Linked DNA regions of Pan troglodytes: region 2 is linked to region 1. The links are chromatin contacts, called in public capture Hi-C maps. All regions are on one chromosome and are shown on one strand. Each heading gives the region's core, a stretch centred on a gene start, on an enhancer-like site or on the middle of the called end of the contact. The rest is flanking DNA. Distances are from core to core; before and after follow the strand shown.

Region 1 (4,143 bases), core at 423-2,922:
GAATTCTAGGTGGCTTCCCAGTTTATATATTCAGTGAATTCTTAAGGGACAAGACTAGCAATAAAAATAATAATAGCAAATATTTATGTAGTGTCAACATGTGGCAGGCACTGTTCTAAGTACTTTACAAATATTAAACTAGTAATGTTACCCTCAGAATAACCCTCTGACATAGGTCACTGTGACAAAGGCTGCTGCCTGGTTTTTGTAGTCCATCGATGTCTTCTTCCTGGGCTCATAGCCAAGGCTCCATATCCCAGACTACCCCTGGGTTGAGGGAGGGTGTCATGAGACTTGGTGCTGGCCAATGGAATGGGAGTGGAAAGTACAGGTGCCTCCCTGAAGTCACAGGCCTTAAAGCTCCCACGAGCTCCCCTCCGTACTCCTCTCCCTCAGGGCCTCTTTAGAAATCAAGTGTTACAGCTGACAACAACTGCCAGCCTGAGTCCCCTGAATTATGGGAACAGAATCCTCTGCTCATCTGAAACTACCCTGGCCTATTTTATGAATAAGACATAAACTTCTTTTATGTTGAGATAATCATGCTTGAATTTTCTTGTAACTACCACCTCGCCCACTCGAGCCAAATTTTATACTATTACTGTTATCATTCTACAGATGAGCAAACTGAGGCACTGGTAACTTGCCCAAGGTCACACCTAGAACGTGATGCAGCTGGAATGTATGCAGGCTCTCCGGCCCCAGAGTACATGTCCTTCACCATTACACTATTTCCCCCTATGGGATGGAACAAAGTGGTCTTCCAGCCTGTCTGTAAGCACATAAGCTGTGGGAGTGGGCTGGAGGGGACACTGGCCTCCAGATGGCCTCATGCCCTTCATGCGTCTAGCTTGCATGGAGGGGTAACCCAATAGCTAAGGAGAAAAGGCTTCTCCCAGACCCTTCTACCAGGTAGTCACATGCGGTGGAAACAGGATCCATATTTCCTGATTCCCAAGCCTCTCTGCTGCATTACTTAGCAACTAAACATAATGTAGCAATACGTATTACTACAAATCTCCCTGAAATCCAGCATCATACCTTTTTTTAATCTCCATTTTTACAGATGGGGGAATTCAGCCTTGGGGAAGTGAATTAACCTGTCCAGTGTCTCTCAGTTAGCAAGTGAGGTAGAGCTAAGGTTCGCATCTAGTTTGGCTCAGAGCTTTCTTTTAACCGGCATCCAATCCTGTTTCACCTGAGAGGAGCAATGTGGAGTGAGAGCTGGGAATACCCACCCTGTAGACTCAGTCTCAGAACAAGGGTGAAAAGGGCTTTAAAATCACTCGCCCTCACTTGGCGGAATAACAATGCTCACAGCAGCCGTGTGGTTCTCAGGGCATTTCCCCAAGCTTTCTTTATCCTCCCTGGAGTTTCTCCTTTCACCAGCCGCTCTATCTGGGCACGGGCCTCTGAAGCTCCTGTCTGTCTGGCCGGTCCACTGGGCCCCCTTCAGAGGAAAGGCTGCTCTCATTCCTCAGGGATGTCCCAGAGCCTGGCGCCGCTGCTGGGCATGAGCAGGAGGGCGGGAACGGTTTGCTGAGTGAGGAAGTCAACAAGGCGGGGCGGGCATCATCATGCCCACTTTGCAGGTGGGGAGACTGACGCTCTGGGCGGTGGAGGGACCCCTCAGCTCGCCACAGCTGCTTCTTCCCCCAGGCGCTGGGCTTGTCCCTTGCAGCACAGAATCTCTGGGTCAGTAATCGTGCAAAGGGTGAAAGCCAGAGGAACCTGGGTTAGCAAGTGACACGAAGGGACTTTCCAGGATCCCCCCACCGCGAGGCCTGGCACGAAGGAGGGCTCACAGCCCGGCTCCCAGAGCCCTGCAAGTCGGGCGCGCTCAGCCCACCTGCTCCCTGCATTGGTGGTGGCGGGCGGGCGGGGTGGGTGGTGGCGGGCGGCCAGCACTCCCCGCGCCCCAGGCCCGCCCGCTCCCGCCCGGCCCGGCGGCTCCCTCGGCTGAGCAGCTAGGCTCTGCATTGCAGGGGCCCCACCGGGCCGCAGGGTAGCCTCGCCCCCGCCGCTCCTTCCTTTGTCCCTGCCCCGCCGCTGCGGCGTCTGCGGCTTCTGCGGCCGCCTGGGAGCGGGCATGGGCGGGCGGGGCCCGTGGCGGCGCTGCCCGGTGCACCAGCACCATCTAGGGGCGCTACGACAGCAGGAAGGGCGCTCCGCTGGCATCCGTGGGTCGCCGCCTGGCCCTGGGCAAATTTTCCCAAACTCCTGCCTCGGTTTCCCGGGTTACCGTGGAGGCGACAAGCCGGTCCACTCCTGTCAGGTGTCCTCACTGGTACAGTCGTAATCCCTTAATGAAGGGGATTGATCACCTCCACAGCCGCTAATAGGCAAGGAGGGAAACTGAGGCTCTGAGGGGTTAAGTAACTTGTCCCAGGGGATATAGTTCTGGGGACAGAACCAAGAATCAAAACCAGGTGCATTTGAGCTCCTAATCTGTGCGTGGAACCCCTTGGCTGTGCCGCCTGGAAGAGGGCAGTTTCTCCTGATATGCCACATGCAGTGGGACAGCTTGTCCTGCTCCTTGTCCTCTGCTAGCTACTTTCTGTATGATCAAGTCATGTGACCGCTTTGAAACTTAGCTGTGTCACTCACTTTACCTTAGGGATCATCCCAAGGCCTTCCTTCTTCCCGGCTCTCAGGGAGGCAGGTCTCAACCATGAAAAGGTTTCAGAGGATGTGAGCCACAGTGAGAATCAAGAGGGAAGGGCCTCTGAAGACAGAGCTAGCTCCATAAACCTGTCCAATTATCACCCTTACAAGCGCAGAGCTCCAGAACCCCCAGGCAGAGGCAAATTTCCCTTAGACCCTGGCTTTGAGGCTTGCAGCCCATGTTATTATCTCCATTTTACAGCTGAGAAAATTGAGGCACAAAGAGACTTGGGCACTTTCTCAGAGTTGCAGTCCTGGGTGAAATGTGCTCAGGGCTCCCTCTCCTGGGCTGGGGGGCTCCCTCAGGAGATCCCGGATGGTCTGAAGCACAAGGTTTACTGAGCCCCAGTGGAGGGTGCAGCCCTGAAGAAGAAAGTGGGAGGGTTTGGTCTGGAAAAGAGAAGACCTTGAGAAACTCAAAGGCTATCTCTAAATCGCAGGGGCCTAACACATGAATGAGTAGGCAGAAGTACAGGGAAAAGAAGGGATATATGGGGAGAGGGTAGAGTGGTTGGGTTTTAGCAAAAGGAGCAACAGAAACAGACTGATGAAGAAGCCCTGCTGCCACATGGCATGACAGATAACCTGCTCCCCAAAGCTACCCTGCGTCCATCGTCTTCTGAAGGCTGCCCGGCTGCTCCTGGCATCCCTGGCATCCCTGGCCTCCTTGTGTGCCTTCCTCTCAAAGATATCCTGATAGTCAATCTGTGGCTGCCAAGACCTGTGGGAATATTTTTGCATCCCTGCCTTGCAAAGCCAGATAATTTTGATGAGCCGTGTAACTCAGGCTTCCTTGGGAAATGCTGGGCCAGTCATGAGTACACCTTTCTGTGACTCTCATCAGCTCTGAATAATCCCCATCACTTCAGGTAAACAAAGGAAGTTCATCTCTTACAACCCAACAGTAATTAATAGAGTCCGCATCCATTTGCTCATCCTAGAACAACTTCCTAGGGATTAGACGTGTTCCTCAGGCACTATAAGCCTCTTGAGATCTCAGATAGTTCTGTCCACTGTCTGTGTTGCAAACCCTACTCCTACCCCAACATACTCCTATCTCAACAAAGAGAGAGTTTCCTAGAAACACTTTTGAAGTGACAGCAGTGTTTCCATGGGGCATCAAGCCTTCCTTCCATCTATGTCACTTCAGGAGCTTAAGGCCACAAACATTGGCTGATGACATACTATGTGCCAGGTATTCTGCCAGACCCAGATGATACACTGACAAATTGTCTCAACACACCTGTATAGGCAGATTACATGAATCCTATTATGCATGGGACTGGTAGGGACTATTTCACCAGCTTGGGAATATATGAAAAGCTGTCTAATTTTTCCAGTTAATCATCCAAAGTCCATTCGCCCACTTAGCGGGAAGTTTTTTCTTTCTCAAAATCAACCCCTGTCCCACCTCCAGTTGTCCAACAACCTCTCAAAAACCTTTAGGTCTTGCTCAGGACAAAGGGATTATTAGTTCTG
Region 2 (4,186 bases), core at 643-3,142, 860 kb before region 1:
AGTTAACATTTTTTGGGGAAGCCATCTTTACCCACCTCTTGCTCTTATGAGGCAGGTCACTTCCCTCTTCTGTATCCTCAAAACCTTTTGTTCCTTCTTTTATTAGAGCGTTTATGTTCCGATATTTTATTTGACTGCTTAAATAATAAATAACAAATACATAATAAAATTTCCCTCAGTGTCTCTTTCTGGATAGAGTAGGGTGTTTAGGACAGGTCTGGTTTCAGTATCCTCAGTACCTGAGGCAGATCTGGCTGAGAAAAGGTGATTTGGTAAATGTTTGTTGAGTTGGAGGGAAGTTTAGATGGATGGACAGGTAAATTATCACGAGAAACTTTTGTGAAGGAATTTTAGACACCAGCTAGCATAATTAGGGTGAGAAGTTATGATTTGTCAGCTAGTTAATTTGTATTTTTTTGGGCAGGAGATATGCACATCCTGAAAATTGGGCCACAGAAGTAGACAGGTTCTAAGCCTTGTCTTTCTCTTTAAACAGGTTTTGTGTTTTTCAGGCTGAAGCAGTACTAGCTTAACCCAGGACAACTGGTTACTTTAGAAGGAAATCTCCTCACCACTGCTGTCCTACACTCTGTCAATTCTTTCTGAGACACAGCAGCAACATCCACAGGTGGCAGGCAGGCTGTGCCTCAGGGCTTTGCACTCCATCTCCTCTGCAAGTCAGGAATATTTATTTTACTTGAAGGAAACAGATTCAAAGAGGTGAGGTAACAATTGAACAATAATACTTGGAGACTTCAATACACTGCTTTCAATAATGGATAGAACAACCAAACGGAAGATCAATAAGAAAACAGAAGACGTGACCAACACTGTGGACTCACTAGACCTAAAAGACATCTGTAGAACATACCACCCAAGAGCAGCAGAATACACATCCTTCCCAAGTGTACATGGAACATTCTCCAGGATAGACCCTATGTGTAGAAGTCAATAACAGAAAGGACTTTGGGAAATTTACAAATATGTGAAAACCAACAGCATACTACTAAACAACCAATAAGTCAAAGAAGAAATCACAAGGGAAATTAGGAAATACTTTGAGATAAATGAAAAGGGAAACACAACATAGGAAATCTTATGGGAGTAGGTAAAGCAGTGCTTAGAGGGAAATGTATAGCTATGCATGACTATATTACAAAGGAAGAAAGATCCCAAATCAATAACCTAACCTTCCGCCTTAAAGCACTGGGGGAAAGAAAAAAGAACAAACTAAACCCAAAGCAAGCAGAAGGAAGGAAATAATAAAGATTAGAGCAAACATTAATGCAATAGAGAATAGAAAAACAGTTGAGAAAATCAACAGAACCAAAGGTTGGTATGTTGAGAAGATCAACAAAGCTGACAAACCTTTAGCTAGAAAGAGGTGAGGTAATTTTCCCAAGGTGACTCCAATAGCAAATGGCAGAGCCAAGATTCCAAAGCAGGACTGTCTAATGTCAAATCTGGGGTTGTAGCTTTGTCTCTCACCTGGACTAGGAGTGTGTCAAGGATCAGGAGCTTGTCTTACTCATGTGTGCATCCCCAGTGCTTTGCTCTGTGCCTGGCACACGTAGGGGCTCAGGAAATATTTGCTGAAGTAAAATGAAAAGTAAACCTCCTCCCCACCCTTAGCAACCATCTGTGTGAGATGATAAATTATGCTTCCAATGCAGATCAAGCTGAATTGCACTATTTCTGATGAGAAAAGCTGAAAACAGCAAACTGCTTGTCCTTAAAAATAAACCCTTCAGCTTCAGAGATTTGGCCCAGAAATGAACCGTGTTATAGCTCAAGCCCTGAGATTGAGTTTATTACCCTGGAGCCAGGGGTGATGGAGTTTGTGACTGGAGAGAGAAACTCGATCACCTTGACCTGGCCCCTGGATGCAGACTGCAGGCTGGTCTGCCCTTGTTCCCGGTCCCGGGCCCCGGAGGCTGAACACCACTCACGGGAGGGCTGGCTCAGCTCAGAGGGACAGCTGATCCCACAGAGCTCAAGACACTGAATCGTGTCCGCAGACCGATAGAACAAGGGTTCAGCGATGGTTTCCCAGCTGAGCCAGACCACATGGAGCCTAGCTTCCTGATATTTCGCAAGGGGTGGAATGTAAAGAATGTTGACTTTCATTAACCCAAGTGCATGTCGATATGTCCTGAAAGGCTGGGAGAAGGTGAGCCCAGGTAGATTCTAGAGCAGGATGCCACCACATGTTCAGGCTGGAGTGACATGGCCAGCTGTCCTGGGGGGCAGGGGAGGACAGAGACCCTTCACCAAATGCCGTCTCTTCTTGGCCTCACAATGGCTGCGTGAGGACAGCAGGGTGCAGGCTGCTTGCCCATTTTCCAGAAGGACAAGATGAGGCCCTTAGAAGTTGCCCTACTCACAGCCGGTAGAAAAATGAATCCAGTTTCTTGGACTCCAACGTCTTTCTGCCCGCCCCCCACCTCCCGACTCTCACCTCCTTGGAGGCTTACGGGGCTCTGTATAAGTTTCCCACAAAAAATCCGTGCTGCTGGGTGGAACGCGGGTGCTGTTCACATTCGTGTGTGGTTTTCCCTGGCTTATATGCAACAGCTTCTTTTTCTCTTTTCTTAATTTAAAGGTGACTCTTCTGGAAGTCCCCAAAGTGGAATTGACCCTAAATTGAAAAGAAGATCTTTCCAGGGCAAGAGCTTTGTTCTTGTGAATTTTCTGCCTCACCAACCATGGGGAATGTGAGCTTGGGGGGGGAAAGTCTGTTAAAGCTGGTCATTCATTTCAGGGGGCCAAGGAGCTATTCTGAAGGAGCAAAGTCTCCTCATGCTCTTGGCCTTTTGATCTACTCAGGCTCTGTGGCAGGAAGACAGGGAGGAATCCCTGATCACCCACAGCCCTCCCCGCTGCTGTTAAGGCAGTATGATGATGGGGGGTGGAGCTGGAGTTAAAAATAAAGAAATACAAGCTTGAATTCTACTTTAACATGAACAACCTCTAATTTTCATATCATAAAATGAGTAAAATAATATTTTTTCCCATAGAAAGTGATGAACTGGTACAAGTATTTTAACCAGTTGTAAAATGTCTCCTTCCCTGTATCTGTGTCTCCCGCTGTATGCCGCCACGATATCTGGCACGCATGCACTGTTCCAAATGTTGGGTTTAAAAATTTCATTTTATGATTAGAATAAAATAGAGAAATATTATCAGTGAATATTAATATAGCATTTAGTGACACAGCAGTTAGGATTAGGTTCAATTACATACAGCAATGCACTCAAAATATGGTGGCTCAAATACAAAGCATTTATTTTCTTTTTGATATAAAAAAGGTGTATTTGGGAGTTTTCAGATAAGGTATAAACAACAAAAAAAAAAAAGAAGAGAAGGTGTAGAGGCAGGCAGTGTGGAGCTAGGAGCTAGTAACGTCAGCCCTTCATCATCAGATATCCCAGCTCCTTCTGGCTTTCCGCTTTTCCATGCTTAGCTCATGACGTCCATCCTCAGAGATGCCGCATGATCTCACTTGCTGCTGGAGCACAAGCCATCATATCTGCATTAAGTACAGCAGAAAAGAGAAAAAAAGAGAAAGCCAAAAAGGAGCTCCCTTTCTGGTTGTCTCCCTTATAAAGAGTCTTCCCAGAAGTCTGATGCAACAACTTCTATATACAGCTCATTAGCTAGAACTTGGGGCCACATCTCCTCAAGAGAGGCTAGAATATGTAGGGTGTTTTTTTTGTTTTTTGTTTTTTTTAAGTCTGGGAAGATTGGAGTTCTGTGTCTAAGCCAGAATGGAAAGTTGGATGTTGAGGAGGCAACTAAATGTCTCTGCAGCATGCACATTATGTAAATATGTGATGATGGGGTCATGTGAATCTCATGTCCAGGCATGTGCATTTTTCTCACCAAATTTATTCATTCATTAGTCAGTTACTCTTCATGGAATCTGCTTGCAAAGCACTGGACTGGGTGCCATGCACACATAAATGAAGAAGTGAATACCAGGCCCCTTTCCCCCTAGTGCATGGGAGTAGATGGGAGAGAGGGTACCAGTAAGAGTCACAAGTGCAGTGATGGAATGAGCACAGAGGACCCAGAGCTCCTGGCTCAGCCTGGGGGTTCAGGGAAGGCCTCTAGGTAGAGGTGACAATGATAAGCCTTGAAGGATGAGCAGATGTTAGTATCTAGAGATAGGAATGCTGGCATAATT

The links. Capture Hi-C pulls out chosen DNA fragments and counts their contacts.
Region 2: a contact with region 1 is called in a capture Hi-C map of stem cell-derived neural stem cells, with 8 times the contacts expected there. The contact joins two enhancer-like sites. A contact is called at or near these places in 3 of 7 Hi-C or Micro-C datasets (induced pluripotent stem cells and stem cell-derived neural progenitor cells) and 1 of 1 other capture datasets (stem cell-derived neural stem cells).

What each region holds. Positions count from the first base shown.
Region 1 is chr12:106,365,805-106,369,947 of NHGRI_mPanTro3-v2.0_pri, reverse strand. No RefSeq gene overlaps it. Among named protein-coding and RNA genes, the nearest start is that of CYRIA, 150 kb to the right of the region's middle. Within about 2 kb of position 1,672, at least 11 of the 24 cell types and tissues checked have an H3K27ac peak or open chromatin away from gene starts, as enhancers often do. A contact at or near this core is called in stem cell-derived neural stem cells, where this site is marked.
Region 2 is chr12:107,226,782-107,230,967 of NHGRI_mPanTro3-v2.0_pri, reverse strand. No RefSeq gene overlaps it. Among named protein-coding and RNA genes, the nearest start is that of DDX1, 49 kb to the left of the region's middle. Within about 2 kb of position 1,892, at least 6 of the 24 cell types and tissues checked have an H3K27ac peak or open chromatin away from gene starts, as enhancers often do. A contact at or near this core is called in stem cell-derived neural stem cells, where this site is marked.